Regions from separate parts of the Lactuca sativa genome. Here region 1 is linked to region 2. The links are chromatin contacts, called in public Hi-C maps. All regions are on one chromosome and are shown on one strand. The core of a region is the stretch at or near the end of the contact, and the rest is flanking DNA. Distances in the headings are between cores, read along the strand shown. Region 1 holds the start of LOC111894845 (transcription repressor OFP7). Region 2 holds the start of LOC111894843.

Region 1 (4,078 bases), core at 79-2,578, 160 kb after region 2:
GTCTCACATCACAAAAATGACGCTATATTAGGAACAAAGTTTATATAGTTCACATTTTTCAAAAAAATCAAAGACACAACATTTTATATATATATATATATATATATATATATATATATATATATATATATATATATATATATATATATATATATATATATATATATAGACACACACACAAATATGTTCCGGCGGGTAGAGTTCCAAAAACATGAGAACCGGAACCGGAACCGTTTAAGGCGGTTTCAAAAATTTAGGAATCGGAACCGGAACCGCCTAAGGTAGGGGTGTACAAAAAAACCGCAAAACTGAGCCGATCCAGCCAACTTGAAAACGAAAAAACCGAATCCGTAAAAACCAAAACCGAAAAAATCGGATACCTACGGGTCGGTTTCGGTTTGGGTATTTAGATATCCGCGGATACCCGAACCGAACTGATATATATATATATATATATATATATATATATATATATATATATATATATATATATATATATATATATATATATCCTTCGTAACCAAAGAATTAGTTTGATGCCACATGAAAAAACAAGAATGAATAAATATTAAATATTAATATATCAAACAATTGATGATTGGATTTATAATATTAAAGAGTTGGTTTATTTATAAGTATTGATTTTTTTTTTAATTTTGTGAGTTTTTTCTTTTTAGAAATGAATTGTTTAAAATGGAGTTTGTAGTTTGGATTGATTACTATTTTTTATATTTAACGGATACACGTGAACCGAACCGTGGTTACCTGCTTTTATATGGTTCGGTTTTTTAGCAATTCGGTTCGGTTACGGTTAGTGCTAGCAAGGTACCCGTCCCGTTATTACGGTTTATAATTTTTTTACTATCCGATCCGAACCGCCCCATGAACACCCTAGCCTAAGGCGGTTTCGGTTCCGGAACCGGCAGTTCCGAGGCGGTTCCGGTTCCGAAAACGGGTACCCTGTTCCGATGCTTACCCCTACTCTTATCCTATAGTAGCTAGTAATTAATTCAACCAAGGACATGATAAACATTATTCTTATAATTTATAACTCTATAAGTTTATCATGTTTTATGTGTTTGTTTACTTATACATTTACTCTTTCAATGATATCGACTTAATTTTAGAGCAACCAATAATATAACAAGTGATGGTCTTTTATAATGTCGAAAAAATATATGATGTGAATAGATGTTTTCGGATTATTCGTGTTATATATTATCTTGTTTTTTGCGGTAAACAGTACTATCTTTGCTTAACCAACCAAAACTATATATTTTTTAATCCTTTAAACCTATAATAACACGCTATTGTTGATTATTATTCAATTCAATAAAATACTTTTAATACAAATTTTATAATTATAAACACATCATAATTTAATAGTAATCACATCTTAGAGGCATCTGAGAAGGAATTTAGATTGTTCCTTAATTTGTGGGCCGTACTGAACCATTCCGTCGTGATGTCATCTCTTAGATTTGGTCGCCGGCCGGCCTTTCTCCCTCTTCTTTCTCTCACATTCATTCATTCTCTCCGCCGTTGTTATATTATATATGTTTATGTTTACATATATATGCTTAACGATCTTATAACTCTAAAACAACACCATGGTTAAGTTCAAATTCTCTTTGTCATCTTTCCGACTATGTCGACCCAAAAACACTTCCCATTTCTTCTCCCCCATCAACCCTAAAGTTCTCGAGATCGCTTACCCTACTAGTACCATTCCCTCGCCACCTCCCACCACCCCTAGCAGCCACCAACAATCCCGCATCTCCAAATCGAAAACCGCACCTCTCACCACCACCCCGGAGACACAGAACTCTCCTGTTTCTTTCACCAAAATCTCCGGTGATCGAAGAAGTAAACACAAGAAGACGAACAACATGGAGTGCTCTTCAGATGAAAGTGGTTGGTTCAGTAACAGCGATAGAGAAACCGATAGCATGAGCATCAGCGTTGATTCATATAAGAAGGATCATGATGAGACTGTGTTGTACGTTAAGAATATTGGTGGTGGGACGACGGAGAAGAAGATGAAGAAAGTGGAGGAGAAAAGGAAGTCGAGGATGATGAAGGAGAGCCTGACGGTGGTGAAGTGGTCGAAGGAGCCGTATGACGATTTCAAGAAGTCGATGTTGGAGATGATATTGGAGAAAAAGATGTTTGAAGCTAAGGATTTGGAACAGCTGTTGCAGTGCTTTTTATCTTTAAATTCCAAACATCATCATGCCGATATTATATCTGCATTTACGGAGATCTGGGAACTGTTGTTCCTTTGAGCATGCTGCATGCATGCCCTCCAATCCATTGAAGAAGCCATGGATACAAGCTTAATTAATTCTTTTGTATGTACGTATATATATGTGTGTAACGAAAACGAAAGTGTAATGCATACGAGTAATACATGGTATATATGCACATGAATATATACCCTGTGAACAAGCTCGATCGGTAGTAGTGTTACAATTACAAAAAATATCATTCATTTTTTGTATTATATATACCAAAAAATATATGTACATAGCCATTTAATTAATAGAATCCAATATATCCACAAAACTTCTATTTGAAAATTTTGAAGCGAAAGTCAAATTCAAAACACATAGCAGAAGCAAGCACACTAACCTTATGTTTAAACTAGGGATGTCAAAGGGACCAAATGAGAGCCAAAATAGCTGTCCATGTCCCTGCCCTTGAAATCAGTTGTTGCCCCCGCCCCAAATCCTCCGTTTACATAGCCCCCGGTCCCGCCCCCGCTCCCCTCGGTTTATAGGCTTAAAATTCGATTTTTTTTTCTAACAAATTGATTTGTAAAAAATACTATTTTTAATAACTTTAAAAACTTAAAACCTAATCTTTTAGAAACTAAAAAAATTAAAAATCCAACATTACAAAACGACAATTCCAATAATCTTGTAAGTATAAAATACGACAAATGCAACATTACAAATATAAAATACTTACATGTCCAAAAATATATTATCAATTCATTACATCTTCAATATCCATTAATCGGAAACTGGAAAGTGAAACCTAACCTAAACCTATAATTAGAAAATCTATTTTGTATATGTATTTTATATTAAATATATATTTTTTTACATAAATGTATAACTGGGCCCCTGTGGGAGTATTGGACGGAAATACCGACTCTCGACCTCGGTCCCGAAAATAAACGGGGCTTAATTCTGCCCCTGTCCGCGCTCCCACTCCCGGGTTTTTTTTTTTTTTTTTTTTTTTTTTTTTTTTCAATTTAGTCTCATACGATATCAAGATACCACGAAGATTTTTGACATCCCTAATCTAAACTAATCTAAACTAGCAAGTGATCATCTTCATAACGGATACCAAATATGTTATTTCACACCAAAATCAATAAAATAAATAGAAAATTGATCAGTTTCTGTAAATAATGGAAAGTACAAGGCTCTGCAATGTTTATTCTTTTTTTTTTTTTTTTTTGTGTATTTTATTATTATTATTATTTTTTTCTTTTGATCTTCACGCGCGTAGTATCACAAATTCACATGCAATAGACATCTTTATATGTTTTGATTGAGGTTTAATATTCAGTAACTAATGACTAGCCACTTAACTAATTTTGTTTGTTTATAAGTGAAGTTTTCTTTTGTTTTGAGCACTTGACTAAATCATATGTCATGTTTTGATATTGTCGTTTACAATAGATTTTTAGTCTTTTTTTGGAACTATATATGTGGTTTTAGTTTGTTATACATTATACATTAACTAATGCATAACCTATCGGTGATTGAACAAGATCCTCAATAGCTAGCTCGATCAACCATATATGAAAGTAAAAATCTCTCTTGTAATTTGGTTTGTAATGGTTGTGTTGTTAAGCTTTAGTAGGTTTGGATGAACAGGAAGGCTGGAACTTCAGATCTTTTAATTACTACATGATCAAGGGGTTTGCATTTCATAGCGTACAAGGTAACTAAAAGTGTTAATCTATTTTATCAATTAATAACAGATGTAAAGGTATTAAATTGGGTAAATTTGTCTAATTTGCTATTGTTATAAAGAAGTCGAGCCTAATCATGTAATTATCAGG
Region 2 (3,752 bases), core at 122-2,621:
GGATTCATCATCCCTAGACCCACCACCCAATAAATCTACACTTCCAAAGTATTACAAGATTTCGTGCTTTGATTCATCATTCATGCCTAACGTTTATAGTATTACGCAAAATTTGATCAACTGTATGTAAAGTTTCAAAGCATAGGAATGTAATTTTACTTCAAATCCCACTAAGAAACAAGCAATTAATATTTCAATACCCCATTGTTCTTATCATAACATGATGTATAAAACTATAAATGTTGTTCACAATTTTGGTACAACCACTGCATTTGCAGCTTGAAGCTCAACATCTCCAGCTATTATGCTGGAAACGACTAAAACACGCCTTCACTATGTAGTAATCTATTCGGAAAATTGAAACTTTATTACATGGCATTTAGTCGAACAGTTGGTGGGCAAGATTTATGCAGTGTTCTTCCTGACAACACCTTGCCTCATGCTTTTCCTGCTTCCTCCAAAACCCTGTGTAATAAGCAAAAGTGTTGTTTAAAACCAATGAGATTGAATCAGAGTAGATTTATGATTGATTAAGGTTTAAAAGAAAGCGAACCGAGTTGAGAGGCAATGGCTCGACATCCACGGAGACTAACGACATCTTGGCGATTTCTGAAATGGCCGCGTTTCTTGATCCGGCGACGTCGCTGGTGAGATGCTCGTATGCCGCCTCAAACGCCTCCTGCCAGAAACTCGGCAACCGTGTTGTTCTGCTGTGTGTGTAGATATTCCAAAATCTCCTCACCAGTTTCTCCCGCTCCTCAACTTCCTAAATCATTCACAGAATTTCAATCAGATTCAGTTCAATCAAAATTGTGTTTGTAGAGAAAGATAGAGAGATTGGTACCAAGATGTCGAGGTCGCGGACTGGGGAATCGAAGGAATCAGAGAGAGGGTTGCTAATGTTGCCGGCGCCGGACCATCTGAGAGTGACGGAGCCGGTGAACATAGACCACAAAGCTAGTAGCAAAATTGCAGTAATTGCCCAGAACTTATATCGAGTTTTGCTGAACAAACCACCACCACCACTATTTATGCCGTTAACAGTGGCAGATGTAGCCGACACCAGCACCACCGGCGAGCCTAGCTTCTTTGCTGCATCCCCGTCGTTCATTTCTCTTTCCCACCTGAAAATTTCTTTCTGTGACGATCAATGAAGCTGAATCACTGCTAGAAGTTGTTCTGATTGATCAAAATCCGTGAGTATGAATGTGAGGAAGTGGAGAGGTGGGTGTGAAATTAAGGTCGTATTGAGTGGTTGGAAATTCCCAAATTGAGTGTGGACTGCTTGAAGAATGATGACGGAACGGAATGATGAGGCAGCCGTACGCGCCGGTCCAATAGTGTCGGCTAGGCACTGTTTGATTTTTATTTTTCCTGTTAATATAAGATGTGTGATCTAATTAAAATAGCATTAAAATTTGAATTGACAATGTTGGAAGGGGTTGCATTTTGGTGTACACATGATCAATGATAGGTTAAAATACATAGTTAAAATACATACAAATATATATTATTAAAAATAATATATCGACATTATATTTTTTATAAATAAAATTAATTATTAAATATTATAATAAATTTAAAATATAAAATTAGATAAATATCTATTAAAAAATCATATACTTTTAGTCATCTTTATTTTAATTGTCATACCTAGGAATGAACATATGGAACGAAGAACATGCTGGAACTGGTACCGGTACCGAAACCCGATGGAACCGGTCGGGCCGGGACCGAGAGGATATTCTTGTGGATTTTTAGAACCGGTAGACGGGCAAAAACCGGAACCGTATGTTGCAATTTATCGAGGGTCGGTTCCAACATTGAAGACGCGATAAAAACCGGTAAAACCGACAGTCCGATTCGGTTTTTATTTTCCACAAGTTCGGTTCCCGAGTCGGTTCCAGCCAGGTCGGTTCCTTTTCTCATCCATAGTCATACCTTAATTGCCATTTTAAAAGATTAATTATAAATTTTGATTTAATATTATTGATATTGGCTCTATCAGTTGTCATGTATGTGATTTTGATGTGGAGAGAGTCAATCATATCTTCTTTTCTTTTCTTGTGGTATGGTTGTGGATTTGTGGGAATTGGACATTCCAATCTTTAGCTCTATTTCAGATTGGGTTGCTTGGATTGATCAAGTGCGTATTGCCGACAATGTTAAAAGATGTTTGGATGTTAATTGTGTGACCATTTTTTGGTTTATTTGTCTTTTTGGAATAGGTTGCTTTTTAGCAGCTGCAAGCCTGTTAAGTCTTAAATTTAGGATTCTATTCGGTCTCAATCGTTCTTTTGTATTAGAATTGGAAATCCTTAGTTTTGTGTTAATTAATTGGTAAGAGTGGGTGAATTGTCCTTTTTTTTTTAACTCTTCATATGTAATCCATAGTTTTAGCTAGTTTTTTAATTTTAATATCATCGTTCTAAAAAAAATGTCCAAGCTTCAAAATTTATGTACATATACAAATAAATCAATCATAGAATATATATTATAGTGGTACTTAGATTGATGTTGTGTTTAACACGTCACAACTAGCTTATTTTTCGAGGTTTTTTAGTTGTCATTTTGACAATCAATAAATAGTTTATAATTAGCTTTAAAAAAAACTACATTTTAGGAATTTTTTAAAAATTTCTTAAATATACCCTTAATTAGTTATAAAAAATCATATTCTTGTAATTGTCATTTTAGATATTCCAACTAGCTTATTTACTATATCTTATTAAATGTCTTTTTTTTATCAACTAGTGAAACATCCCAAAAATAGTAACATAAAATTTTCTTCTTTAGATTAATAAATCGTTAATACATAACATTCCCATAAAACCAAAGTAATCAAGATTCAGCAAAACATCATCAAATCAGAGTAATTCATAGAATGCAGAAACATGTGTTGTGTGCTCTGCAACGATCCTGAGCTCTTCCGTTTGAAAACCGAAGTACCTAAAACATAAACTGAAAATTGTAAGCACAAAGATTAGTGATTTTCCCAAGATACCTCACACCATACATAACTAATCACATAACGACCCCCACCCATACTCACATAACGGGCCCCGTCCAACATACAAACACATAATCCTACCAACACATGTGATAATCACAAAGATAACAGCATACAATACAATCGTCGGGTTCTGCCTGACATCGAACCCCACTCAAAATACCCACATATGTTATTTGTTATAGTAAATTACACGAATGGCCCTATGTGTCACACCCCCAAACTAGACGGCGGAAACGTCCGAGGGCTCGCGTGACTTAAATTGAATATCATCATAATGAATATACATGAATCATAACATACACATCACCATGCATCAATATATTACAACTGACATTGTTCACATCAAGTACATTGTTTTAACATTACAAATCCATACATAAATGGTTTGATAGTTTTCAAAAGCAAAACACACTGATATACTTGGCACTTATTCCTCAACTTACCTGTTACCTGAGAATACAAGTTATTTTGAAAAACGGTCAACATATGGAATGTTGGTGAGTTCATATGCATGTTTGGTATGAAAATGTTTTGTGTAGTTTGAACGAAAACAACCCAAAAAATCCAATATTTTCTGAAAAGACCATTGTTTGTAAAAAGGTGTGAAGATCCGTAAATATATGCATGATGATTTCAAAACATGTATAACTGAAAAATTTGTATTAACGTACAAGTGAAAATGTTGAACTTCCCCGAAAAACCCGATGTTTTCCAGAACAAACATATCTTATAACGGTTT

Evidence for each region. Hi-C and Micro-C count contacts between places; a contact is called where the count stands out from the background.
Region 1: a Hi-C map of leaf shows a contact between it and region 2, with 6 times the contacts expected there. The contact joins the promoter of LOC111894845 here to the promoter of LOC111894843 in region 2. A contact is called at or near these places in 2 of 4 Hi-C or Micro-C datasets (leaf and seed).

What each region holds. Positions count from the first base shown.
Region 1 is chr5:66,500,220-66,504,297 of Lsat_Salinas_v11, forward strand. It overlaps LOC111894845 (transcription repressor OFP7), which reads left to right and starts at 1,329. Exons shown (of 1, transcript XM_023890935.2): 1 at 1,329-2,433. The coding sequence starts at 1,611. The coding sequence ends at 2,285.
Region 2 is chr5:66,340,948-66,344,699 of Lsat_Salinas_v11, forward strand. LOC111894843 reads right to left here and starts at 1,372. Exons shown (of 3, transcript XM_023890932.3): 1 at 845-1,372; 2 at 554-766; 3 at 172-465. The coding sequence starts at 1,111. The coding sequence ends at 406.